2 separate regions of the Rattus norvegicus genome follow, and region 2 is linked to region 1. A link is a contact called in public Hi-C data. All regions are on one chromosome and are shown on one strand. Each heading gives the region's core, a stretch centred on a gene start, on an enhancer-like site or on the middle of the called end of the contact. The rest is flanking DNA. Distances are from core to core; before and after follow the strand shown.

Evidence for each region. Hi-C and Micro-C count contacts between places; a contact is called where the count stands out from the background.
Region 2: a contact with region 1 is called in a Hi-C map of hepatocytes, with 2.1 times the contacts expected there. The contact joins the promoter of Spire1 here to the enhancer-like site in region 1. A contact is called at or near these places in 6 of 12 Hi-C or Micro-C datasets (the A7r5 cell line, Schwann cells, frontal cortex and 3 more).

Annotation. Positions count from the first base shown.
Region 1 is chr18:63,184,485-63,190,133 of GRCr8, reverse strand. It overlaps Cidea (cell death-inducing DFFA-like effector a), which reads right to left. Exons shown (of 5, transcript NM_001170467.1): 4 at 1,219-1,394; 5 at 1-153. The coding sequence ends at 12. Among named protein-coding and RNA genes, the nearest start is that of Cidea, 22 kb to the right of the region's middle. Within about 2 kb of position 2,218, at least 2 of the 93 cell types and tissues checked have an H3K27ac peak or open chromatin away from gene starts, as enhancers often do. A contact at or near this core is called in hepatocytes, where this site is marked.
Region 2 is chr18:63,439,484-63,445,132 of GRCr8, reverse strand. Spire1 (spire-type actin nucleation factor 1) reads left to right here and starts at 3,599. Exons shown (of 16, transcript NM_001415684.1): 1 at 3,599-4,088. The coding sequence starts at 3,803. It also overlaps a transcript of Cep76 not described here.

The DNA.
Region 1 (5,649 bases), core at 969-3,468:
CTGTGATCTGATTACATGAACCAGCCTTTGGCGCTAGCCTTGGGGGATGGCTGCTCTTCTGTGTCACCCAGTGCTCGGAGCACATAAGCGCCCGCATAAACCAGGAACTGTCCGGTCACCTGGGCAGCATAGGATGCGAACCGCAGCAGACTCCTGCAAGAAAGCAAGAGAAAGACACATCAGGCGTGCGATTCTCTGGGCTGGCCAGAGATGGAATGATGGGAATGCCTTACCCCACCCCACCTTACTAAGCTCCAAGGGGGCACCAATCATGTTGGGAGTTGCGGCATCCATGTAATACCACTTTCAAAGCACACAGTGTCTGATTGCTCCCTGGTGGGCTGCCAGTACTCTCCAGCGCCACCTACTGGGGACAGGGCCCTCAAGCAACTTTGGCAGGGGCCTGCCTAAGTAGAAACTCCCACAGAACCTCGGCACAGAGCATGTGCTTGCTATCCGAGGATTCTAGCAGCCAGGTGACTGTGAGGGGCTTGCTCCTACAACCCCAAGGTCAAGGTGACAAGACCAGTAAAACTGAGGAAAATGGTTGAAAGAACCAGAATTATGATCCTCTGATAGGGCATGTGGAGGCTAGGTCGTTGGGGGTGTTTCAACTTGCTCCTCACAACAAGAGGACACTTTGCCCTGTCCTAGCCTCTGAAGTCCCGAGACTGAACTAGTCTCATTTCAGATTAGGTCCAACAAAAAGTGTTTCCTCATGTTCTAATTCTCTTCCTGGTCTCCGAAGTTTTCTCTCCAGTTTTCACATCAGCGGAACGTCTGGGCCAGGTCCCATGGCGTGCGAGCGCGTGGTGCGAGCGTGGTGCGAGCGTGGTGCGAGCGTGGTGTGAGCGTGGTGCGAGCGTGGTGCGAGCGTGGTGCGAGCGTGGTGCCAGCATGGGTGTGTCCCTTGCTGGGTATTGGACCTAGGGCCTCTAACACGCCAGGCAAATGACTTACCACTGAGCTATTTCACACTTACATCAAAAAGCACAAAGTCCAGTTGGGGATGTAGCTTTGCGCTTTTTGGTATAAGTCTGTGATCTAAAAGTTAAGTTGAAGACCACGTGGGTCAGAGCACACCGGTTGACAACAGAGGATCCAAGCCCTGTTGTTGGGCTCTGGGGCAGAAGACAAGTTAGGAGGAGCCACCTGTCCCACACGTGGGTGTGTCCAGACCCCCACTGTGCCCCCACGATATCCCCTGGAGTTTGTTACCTTAACAAGGCCTTGAAGCTTGTGCAGCGGATATCATACGACACTGAGTACATCTCATACATGGTGGCTTTGACATTGAGACAGCCGAGGAAGTCCTTGGGATTCAGCCTGTATAGGTCGAAGGTGACTCTGGCTATTCCTGACTTCTTTGTTTGTGTGCAGACATACTTATTGCCCTGAAGTAAAGAAGCAAGGAACAGGCTTCGAACCCATGCTGGCAAAGACAGTCAAAAACCACACAGTTCTGGGGCGATGGCAAAGTTTGGGTCTCCTAACTGTCAGTTCTAATTATTCCTGCCAAGTGACCATCAGGCTGACGTGTTATACTACAAGTGCCCTTATCTCTTCCCTCAACAACTTACAGTTTTGTGATTCCGGATACGTTGCTTTGGTTTTGAGGATTTAGTGTCTGATGTAGAGAGGTGTACCTGTCTTAGGGAGCCTCCTTGCTTGTTTGCATAGAGCCCTGAGGCCAGACCTTGAGGATGAAAGGACTCCTTTGCAACTGTCACATAGCCATGGAGGAACAGAAAGCACTATTTCTGTTTCACTTCACAAGTGCCTCTGATGAAGCAAATGCTGGAACTCGTGTCTCTTGGGGTGTCTCCTATTTTCCAGTAACTGCCGAGGAGGACAGATGACTGTGTGGAAACATTAGCCACTTAAGGAATCACTCTGTCCCAGGGATACCAGGTGACCCTTCAGGTTGGGAGAGACACGTACTACAAAAACTTGTAGATAGCTCTGTCACACCCTGAGAGAACAAAGGCATCCCAAGATTCAAATGCTAAGTCCAGGGAGATGGCTCAGTGAGAGAGAACTTGCCTCGCATGTGCAAGGTTCTGGGTTCAAGTACAATCTCTAGTCCCAGTCGCAGGGTAGGAGGGGCTCAAGAGCTGCTTTCCTAAGTGGGTTTTTTTTTTCCCTACCACACACAGGCCCCACTGTTTTCAGGGTCAGGCTTAGATGATGCAAGAGCCCATACGCCTCAGGAGCTTTGGGGGTTGGGAGTGCTGGAAAACTTCGAGTATTACACAACATGATCAAATACATTTGAAATTAAAACATGGGGCTGGAGAGATGGCTCAATGGTTAAGAGCACTGGCTGCTCTTCCAAAGGTCATGAGTTCAATTTCCAGCAACCACGTGGTGGCTCACAACCATGTGTAATGAGATCCGATGCCCTTGTCTGGTATGTCAAGGACAGCAGCGTACTCATATACATGAAATCAATCAATCAATCAATCTTGAAATTAAAACATAAGTAACCCCTAAAAGCGTGCCAGTCCTTCTTGCTGAAGCCACTGTCGGTGTCCCCCTCTTCCTACCACCCAGATCATGATGACAAGTGATTTTGGTTGTTGCCCAGTGTACCCCGCATAAGAGCCTGTGTCACTTCTAAACCTACCATCCATCACCCAAGAAAGAAACATCATTTAAAAATCCAAAACTGGGGCTGGAGAGATGGCTCAGTGGTTAAGAGCACTGATTGCTCTTCCAGAGGTTCTGAGTTCAAATCCCAGCAACCACATGGTGGCTCACAACCATCTGTAATATACATTAGATAAATAAAAATTAAAAAAAAAGTTTTAAAAATCCAAAACTGAGTCTGACATGGTGGCACACATCTTTATTCCCAATACTTGTGAGGCAGAGGCAGAGGCAGACAGAAGATCTCCATGAGTTTGAGGCCAGCCTGTGCTACATAGCAAGCATCAGAACAGTTGTGGTTATGAAAAGAGACCCTTTCTCCAAACAAACAAACAAATTCAAAGCTAAGGAATAGAAGGAATTAAATCTATTGCCTCCCTCTGCTTCTATTTTACTGCCTCACGTTGCTTTCTGGCTTTTCAAAGTTTACCTGACGCTCCTTTTAGGCTGCCTGTAGAATTGACCAAGATGCTATCACAGTGCTAGGCTAGGGGTCCTCACATGTGGGCATTCAGGATCCTACAGCCTCTCAGAGAGGAAGGGCACAGCTGGAAGACACACTGTCTTCTTCCAGGGTGGCAGACAGCATATTCCCCTGGGATTTTAGGATTCTGGGACTGAGCAAGGGAGACATCTGGTGGCTGTTTCTTGGTTGAAATCTTTGTTCCCTTTAGAAGGAGCCTCTGGGATAACCTTCCTGAGGCAATGTGGCAATCTGTCCTCTTCAGGAAGCCACCATTTCTACCCTACAGGAAAATGGCTGAGGAGGTAAGCCAGGAGAGGACTCCAGAATCTTTGATGGGGCTTAGTGGTAGAGCATGAGAGGTACCTATCTGTGAAAGCCTGGGTTCCATTCTTACCACCCCAACTCCACCCTCAAAATCCAGTCCTCAAACCAACCAAGTATTTCAGATTCACAGGGCCTGAGCTGACCCTTCAGTGTGGTACACAATTACTACATCTTAGCATGACTTGGCACTGTGCTGAATTTCTTAGGTCCCATTACTGTGTAGGACTTAAATGTGCCACTTCTGAATTTGCCTCTAAACTCTCTTTGTATAAACCAACAGCAAACACCTTTTCCATCCGTGTTAGCTTTCTATCGCTGCTATAATAAGTTCCCAGAACCACAGCTTAGAAGTCACATGCTTCTGCTCTAAAGGTGCCGGGAACAGGGGTCCTGACCAGTGTTCCCACCTTCCTTGGCATGTGGTTCTCCTTTCCCCCTGAACCTCAACCTGGCCCATATCCTCTGGCTTCACCACCCCATGAGAACGCTGTGGTGACACCAGCCTCAGGAATAGTGAGGTGACCTTCCCATCTCAGGACACACATCTGCCAAGGCCCTCTGCTGGGAACCATTCTGAGAATGAGAGCAGACGCTCTGGAGGTCTCACACAGAAAGACAGGGATAGAGGAACCACTCTGGGAGAACACCAGCCTGACCTGTGACAAGCCACAGGTAGCTTGTTCCCAGCAGTAACAGTCAAAAGAAAAAAGCTCAGGAGAAGAAGGAATTGGAAGCTTGGCAGTGGTGGTGCACATCTTTAATCTCAGCTCCTGGAGGCAGAAGCAGGTGGATCTCTGTCAGTTCCAGGACAGCCTGGTCTATATAGTGAGTTCCAGGGGAAGGAGGAAGAGGAGGAGGAGGAGGAGGAGGAGGAGGAGGAGGAGGAGGAAGAGGAGGGAGGAGGAGGAGGAAGAGGAGGAGGAGGAGGAAGAGGGGGAGGGGGAGGGGGAGGAAGAGGATGACGATGACGATGATGACGACAAAGGAGGAAGGAGGAAGAAGAGAAAGAAGAGAAAGAAGAATAGGAGGAAGAAGATGAAGAGGAAGTGGAAGAAGAGGAAGAAGAGGAAGAGGGAGAAGAGGAAGAGAGAGAAGAGGAGGAGGAAGAAGATGGAGAAGAGGAAGAAGTAGAAGAAGAGGAAGAGGAAGAGGAAGAAGAGGAAGAGGAAGAAGAGGAAGAATAGGAAGAAGAGGAAGAGGGAGAAGAATAGGAGGAAGTTGAGACAGAAGAGAAAGAAAAAGAGGAGGAAGAAGATGGAGAAGAGGAAGAAGTAGAAGAAGAGGAAGAGGAAGAAGAGGAAGAGGAAGAGGAAAAAGAGGAAGAGGAAGAAGAGGAAGAAAAGGAAGAAGAGGAAGAGGGAGAAGAAGAGGAAGAGGAAGGTATTTTATAGGCATGGTTTCTGTGGTGGTCCCCACAGACACACAGGGAGTAGCAGTAGTAGGAGGTGTGGCCTTGTTGGAATAGGCATGGCTTGTTGGAGGAAGTATGTCACTAAGGGGCTGGCTTTGAGGTTTAAGATGCTCAGGCCCAGTGTCTCACTCTCTTTCCCTGCTGCCTGTGGATCTGGATGTAGAAATCTCAACCCCTTCTCTAGCACCGTGTCTGACTGTGTGCCACCATGCTTCCTGCCATGACAATGGGCTTAACCTCTGAACTGCAAGCCAGCCCCAATTAAACGTTTTCCTTTATGAGTTGCCACGGTAATGGTGTCCTTTCACAGCAATAAAACCCTCACTAAGACAGTTAGTTGCCTATTTTAAGAATAGCATTTAAGGAGGATGCAGGATGGCTCTTACAGGGTACCCAGGTTCGGTTCCCAGCACCCACATGAAGGCTCACAACCATTTGAAACTCCAGGTCCAGGGGACCCAACACTACCCGCGGGTGCCAAGCACATACATGGTGCACATCTGATAAACCAGCCGCCATCTTGGGCTTTGAAGCCATCTTATAGGAAACTCAAACTAAGTCATTCCTGCGTATGATTAAATCTGTTTTTCAAAGATTACGTTATATCCAACCTGTAACCTTGACTCCTAATGCTTCTGTACTGCCCTTTCCAGGAAACAACAACCACCTCTTTGTTTCGGGAGGTTTGGACCAACCCTGCCTTATGTTCTGCTCCTGCAACCCAATTTATTTGCTTGCCCAATCCCCCATTTGGAAAGCCCCTACTCCTAAACTACAAGAATCTTACCTTCTCCATGCC
Region 2 (5,649 bases), core at 2,350-4,849, 250 kb before region 1:
TATGGGAGATGACTTTTTTTTTTTTTTTTGGTTCTTTTTTTCGGAGCTGGGGACCGAACCCAGGGCCTTGCACTTCCTAGGCAAGCGCTCTACCGCTGAGCTAAATCCCCAGCCCCATGGGAGATGACTCTTGACGAAGCCCAAATGCCAGTTAGTGTACAAAAACGAACCAAAGGGATGGCCTGACTTAGGCATTTTTGGTGTTTTAAAATAGCACGTTTAAACCATCATACTGCTCTTTTCCTATTTTCTTAGACTTGAAAGGAGGAGGGCTGCAGGTCAGCAACAGAGAAAAGCGAGCTGGTCAGGAGGCCTGGACTCCACTCCCACTCTCTCACTTTCCAGCCCTCCATTTTGTCCTGACTGTAAGATAGGAATAATAACTCACCCTTCAACTTTGATAAGTTGAAGAACAAACAAATTTTGAAAGCATTCAAAGTCACTATAGTGTATATATATGTAATTATTGACAATGGAAATTGAGGTTACAACATGGAAAAAACCCACTGTTCTATTTTCCTCCCTTTGGTGTACTTTTCTAGGTGAATGTGCCTCTTAGGAGCATTTGTCTGGGATTAACTTGGGCTGTACACACAGGCCGGGCTCCCCAAAGGCCTCGGAGCAGCTCAGCCTCATCGTGTCCAGAGTATCAAGCGGGAAGTACATTTATTCTACAAAAATGTTAAGTAAATAGAAGTCTCAAGGATCCTATTTTCAAAATAAACATACGGAAATCAAGGAAAACTAAAATTATATTCTGAGTTACACCATTTAGTTTCACTGATCTCCCAATCCTTTGAAAATATCGTAAATGTTGATTTGGGTTGTTTGAACTTTATATAAAGTTATATAAACCCAAATTACAGAGTTTTTTTTTTTAAAATGATGGTAGATCGAAATTTACCAAACCAAAGGTATTGGAATTTTTAAGACTGAAATGATAACGGTGAGCAGGAAGCTGCCCCCGATGGCACAGTATTCCAGGGACAGGATCTCGGTGAGAAGCACGTTCCCTTAGCAGCTAGCTGTCGGTCTCAAGAGAATCGAATATGAGGGGCTTGTCAGAACCGGAAAGATACTGAAATCTCAGTACGGAGTGTCCAGTGCTCAGCTCCTAGCTGAGGAGATGCGTACCAGTTAAAGTCTATCACTTGAAGGATTTCCCTCCTACTCGTTCTGTGTAGAGAAGACTATGAAGCAGTGTTCTAGCTGTCATCTTGCTTCAACGTGTGTGCTCACAAAAGATAGATTTACTTCATAGTATATATCAGAAGATTTGTACTTCAAAACACAAAAACTCAAGAATTTTTCTTTATATATATAAAACCTTTATATATATATACACATATATATATATATAAAACACACACACATACACACACACACATATCTTTCAGCAATTCATGGTATTTTTTCCTTTCAAAATGTTTACATTTTAAAAATTATTATTCAGAAAATGAAAATAATCCTAGGGTTGCAAATCAACTTTCGAAAAACCTAAATAAGTAGTCAACCCGGGGGCTGTGGCTGGAGCTAGCTGCTAAGCATTATTGCCTAGGATGCATGAAGCCTTGGGTTTGAAGCTGCAATCAATCAAGCATGGACACACAGACAAGGCTTATCCTTGGCTACAGAGAGCATTCATAAAATTCTAATTCTAATTTGGATTTTAATAAAGTTTCTGCTCACTTCCACCTCTTTCCTCTTTCCCTCCATTTTCACAGTTAATTGAGCATTTATTTTCCCCCCTCGCCCTACTTCAGTTTATGGCTTGTTTTGAATGGGTAAGGCAAGGACAAAGCTGGTTTTGTGCAGTTCGTGTGCAGAGGGCAGCAATACTTCACAAGGCCAGAAGATGGCGGTGGTGTCTATACAAGCGGACCATTGTTTCTCTGCCTTGTTCAAAGGATGGTAAGCTCCTCGGTATTGTCAAAAGTCACACAGGATCCGGACTTTTAAAAAAGCAAAATTTGAGGGTTGGGGATTTAGCTCAGTTGGTAGAGCACTTGCTTAGCAAGCGCAAGGCCCTGGGTTCGGTCCCTAGCTCCGGAAAAAAAAAAAAGCAAAATTTGGCTATGTTGGTATATTAATATATCATATATTATTAATGTTATCATAGTAATCCTAGTATGTATTAATATTATCATAGTAATCCTAGTATGTATTAGTCTCCCACACAGGACTGAGAAAGGCCTCTGCCTCAGAGTTTTGGCACACAAATACTACATTTGTTTTCTTTTACATATTTGTATGTATTGGGTATGTGCACATACACACGGAGTTCAAAGACCAACCACGTGGAGTGGAGTCTCCCCTTCAACTATATGGGCTGCAGCTTGGCAGCAAAGTCCGTTCACCTGCTGAGCCGTCTCACTGGCCCTAAATACTGCATTTTTATATTTGAGATTATGAACCCATAATTAAGTAATTTTTCTTGAAGAGCTTGTTTTATATCTCTTGCCTTGAAAACAAAAGGCGTCCACTGAGTTTTTCCTTAACCGCCAACTTCTAACCCTTAATGACTTTCTACTATAAAATTAACTGTAGGGTGCCATTTCCCACATTCCACATAAAATTGTACCTACTACGATGTTCTTACTTGGTTGATGCTACAACTCTAAGGACTTCGAAGGCTAGCCTGGGTAGAATGTTACCAATTAAAACCATCCATGATTGGATGGACATTTTAAAGAGTTATTAGCTTTAATCGCACACTGGAAGGGGTTCAGAGAGGCCCCTAGAGTTCTTTTGTACTCCAGATAATTGTCCTTAGTTTTGTCTCTGACACCTATTCCTTCTCGAATTCCTTCTGGGTTAACTAGGCTAGGATGAGTGTGGTTATTACCTCAGGGGAGATTGAATCTGTAAGGCCTTGTGCATCACATCTCAGGCCCTGATCTAGGCTTTCGGAGAATTTGGCAAAGCAAGCCTTTGATCGTTGTCCTCACTGAACGTCTGAGTGGAGAGAGTACCAACACTAAAGAAGCATTGAAGAAGTAGCGGGACATGGTGGTTCAAGGCCAGTTTGGTTACCCAGGGAGACTGTTTCAAAATAAATGAATAGGAAAATATATTTAAATAATTTTGCAGATGTGCAGAGAGATAGTATGTGTCAAATGGTCCTGAGAAACAGACGAGTCTCAAAGGACCCAGGGGGCCTGTGCTCGCAGGCCAAAGCTGGAAGCGCTGGGCAGCCAGTGGCGAGGGTGATTCAGATGACCGTTTCTTCTTGATAAATCGCCCCAGATTGAATTCAAGTTCTTAAATAGACTGTGGGAGCCGAACGGGTGACAGCGACTTCGCGGCCAGACGCCTGCAGGACCACGGCTCGGGCCCCAACCTTGCGGTCGCCCCTCGCCGCCCGTCACTCACCTCGGGGGTGACGCCCCCAGGCCGTGCTCAGCCGCGCGTCACTCACATCGGGAGGGGGCGTGACGCCCCCCCAGGTCCTGCTCGGCCGCGCGTCACTCACCTCGGGGGTGACGCCCCCAGGCCCTGCTCGGCCGCGCGTCATTCACATCGGGGGTGACGCCCCCAGGCACTGCTCCGCTGCGCGGCCCCCAAGAAGGGGCGGGGCGAGGCGAGACGGGGCGGGGCTAGTGGACGCCATCGCCGTGCTACCGGCCGGCTGCGTGCTGGTCAGCACCGAGCGCCGCGGTGTCCCCGCCTAGTCCCCGCGGCGGCGCGCAGCCGGCCTGGGCGGCGGCAGCCCGGGATGCGGAGGCGGCGGCTCGTAGAGACGATGCTCCAGCGCTGAGGAGACGCGGCAGCCGAGCGCCGGCGGCGCAGCGACGTGGGCCGCATGGCGCAGCCCTCAAGCCCGGGCGGCGAGGGGCCGCAGCTCGGCGCGACAGGGGACCCGCGCGACGCGCTGAGCTTGGAAGAGATCCTGCGGCTCTACAACCAGCCCATCAACGAGGAGCAGGCGTGGGCCGTGTGCTTCCAGTGCTGCGGCTCCCTGCGCGCCGCCGCCCGCCGCCAGCCCCACCGCCGCGTGCGCTCGGCCGCGCAGATCCGCGTCTGGAGGGACGGCGCCGTCACCCTGGCGCCCGCCGCGGACGAGGAGGGAGAGCCGCCCCCTGCCTCCGGTGAGGTCGCGGCCCGATGCCCCCGGCCCGGTGGGAAGCTGGCGGGCGGCTCCCGGAGGGCGGGCGGGGCTGCGGGACCCGGGTTCCCGGGAGGCTCTGTGCGTGTCCGCCGGCCTCGGCTGTTTACCGGGGGCTGAGGTGGGGGTGGGGTGGGGTGGCGAGGGCTCCGGAGATGCATGTGTGAGGTTCGGTCAGGAAGATGACATCCTTGGGAAAAGGAGCTGGCCCTTCGTAGCGTTTTGAATTTGTCAGTAGTCCTTGGAAATGGTAGGGAAACCACTGAACCCCCAAGAATTGTGCTATTTTGGAGAGAAATAGAAGAAATGAGGACTCCGGGTACCCTGTGTGAAAATTCGCTGTGGTGAAAAGTACAGGTTTATAAGAAGTAAACAGGCTGTTTAGATGAAATTGCTTTTGGTTAGTCCGCGTACATTCTTCATGACTTGTCACCTAAACAGTGACACATTACCAGGAGCTTACTCACATGCTTTATTGATGGGAAGACTAGTAATAGGTTTCCCCTATCCGGTTTTATCTAATTCATTCTTTGAGAAGCAAGTCTATTCAAAACATAGCAAAACAATCCACCTTCACCTTTAGAAAGTTGATGGAAGTGTCAAAATGCTCAAGGATGGAAAATGTAATTAGAATAGTCTGTAAAACGACATTTCGTGAAAATCCTTTTCTAAATTGAGGGAAACGTTCAGTATTATCAGCCCTACTAGAATATTCTCTCATTTTTAGTTCAAGTAAACATAGTTTTGTTTATTTATTTAAAGCCAGCCATTGGGATGTATTAATAACCTCAATGTTGCACTATTTCAGAATACCGTGTGACGTTTTCATACACGTGTACCTCGAATGATATTTAAAGCCGACCTTTTGATGATCTTTTTGAATCTTTTTTCTCCCTTCAAACAAACATTTTTTCTTTTATTTGATCTGTTGCTTGATTTTAGACCTTGGCCTTAGTAGATTACAGTTTCAGTTGTAACTTATTTATAAGATGCCATGAAAAGATAATTTTTTTCCCCCAAACAACGAGGCTTTGTCTTGGTCCAGAACTCTTTCCAAAGGAGAGAGTGTGTGCGACCTCGCTTCAGAAGAATCTTTGGTTCTATTGAAAGAGCAGGCCTGGTTGTATGGTGTATCAAGAACTGTTAAGGAACTTGATCCCAGAAATGTTTTGACTGTCAAAGACCGATAGATTCTTTGTGGGTGATTCTTCTAACTGTTGTTGTTGGAACGATGAGGAACGATGAAATGAGTGCATCATTAATATTGGGTGTAATACATTTTGCAGAGAATAATAAATAGATGATTCCCAGAAACTAATGAATTTTTTAAAACGTATTTTTAAATGTCTATATATTGTTAATTGAGTGCATCTTGTGGCGGAGCACTTGCCTCAAGGCATGTGCAGCCAGAGGACAATGTCGCCACACCTGTTCTCCTACCTTTAAACGGGTTCTGGGGGTCAGACTTGGGTTGCCAAGTTTGTGAGGCAAGCCTTTTACTCACTGAGCCATCTCACCAGGCCTTTATTTTACATTTAATTTTC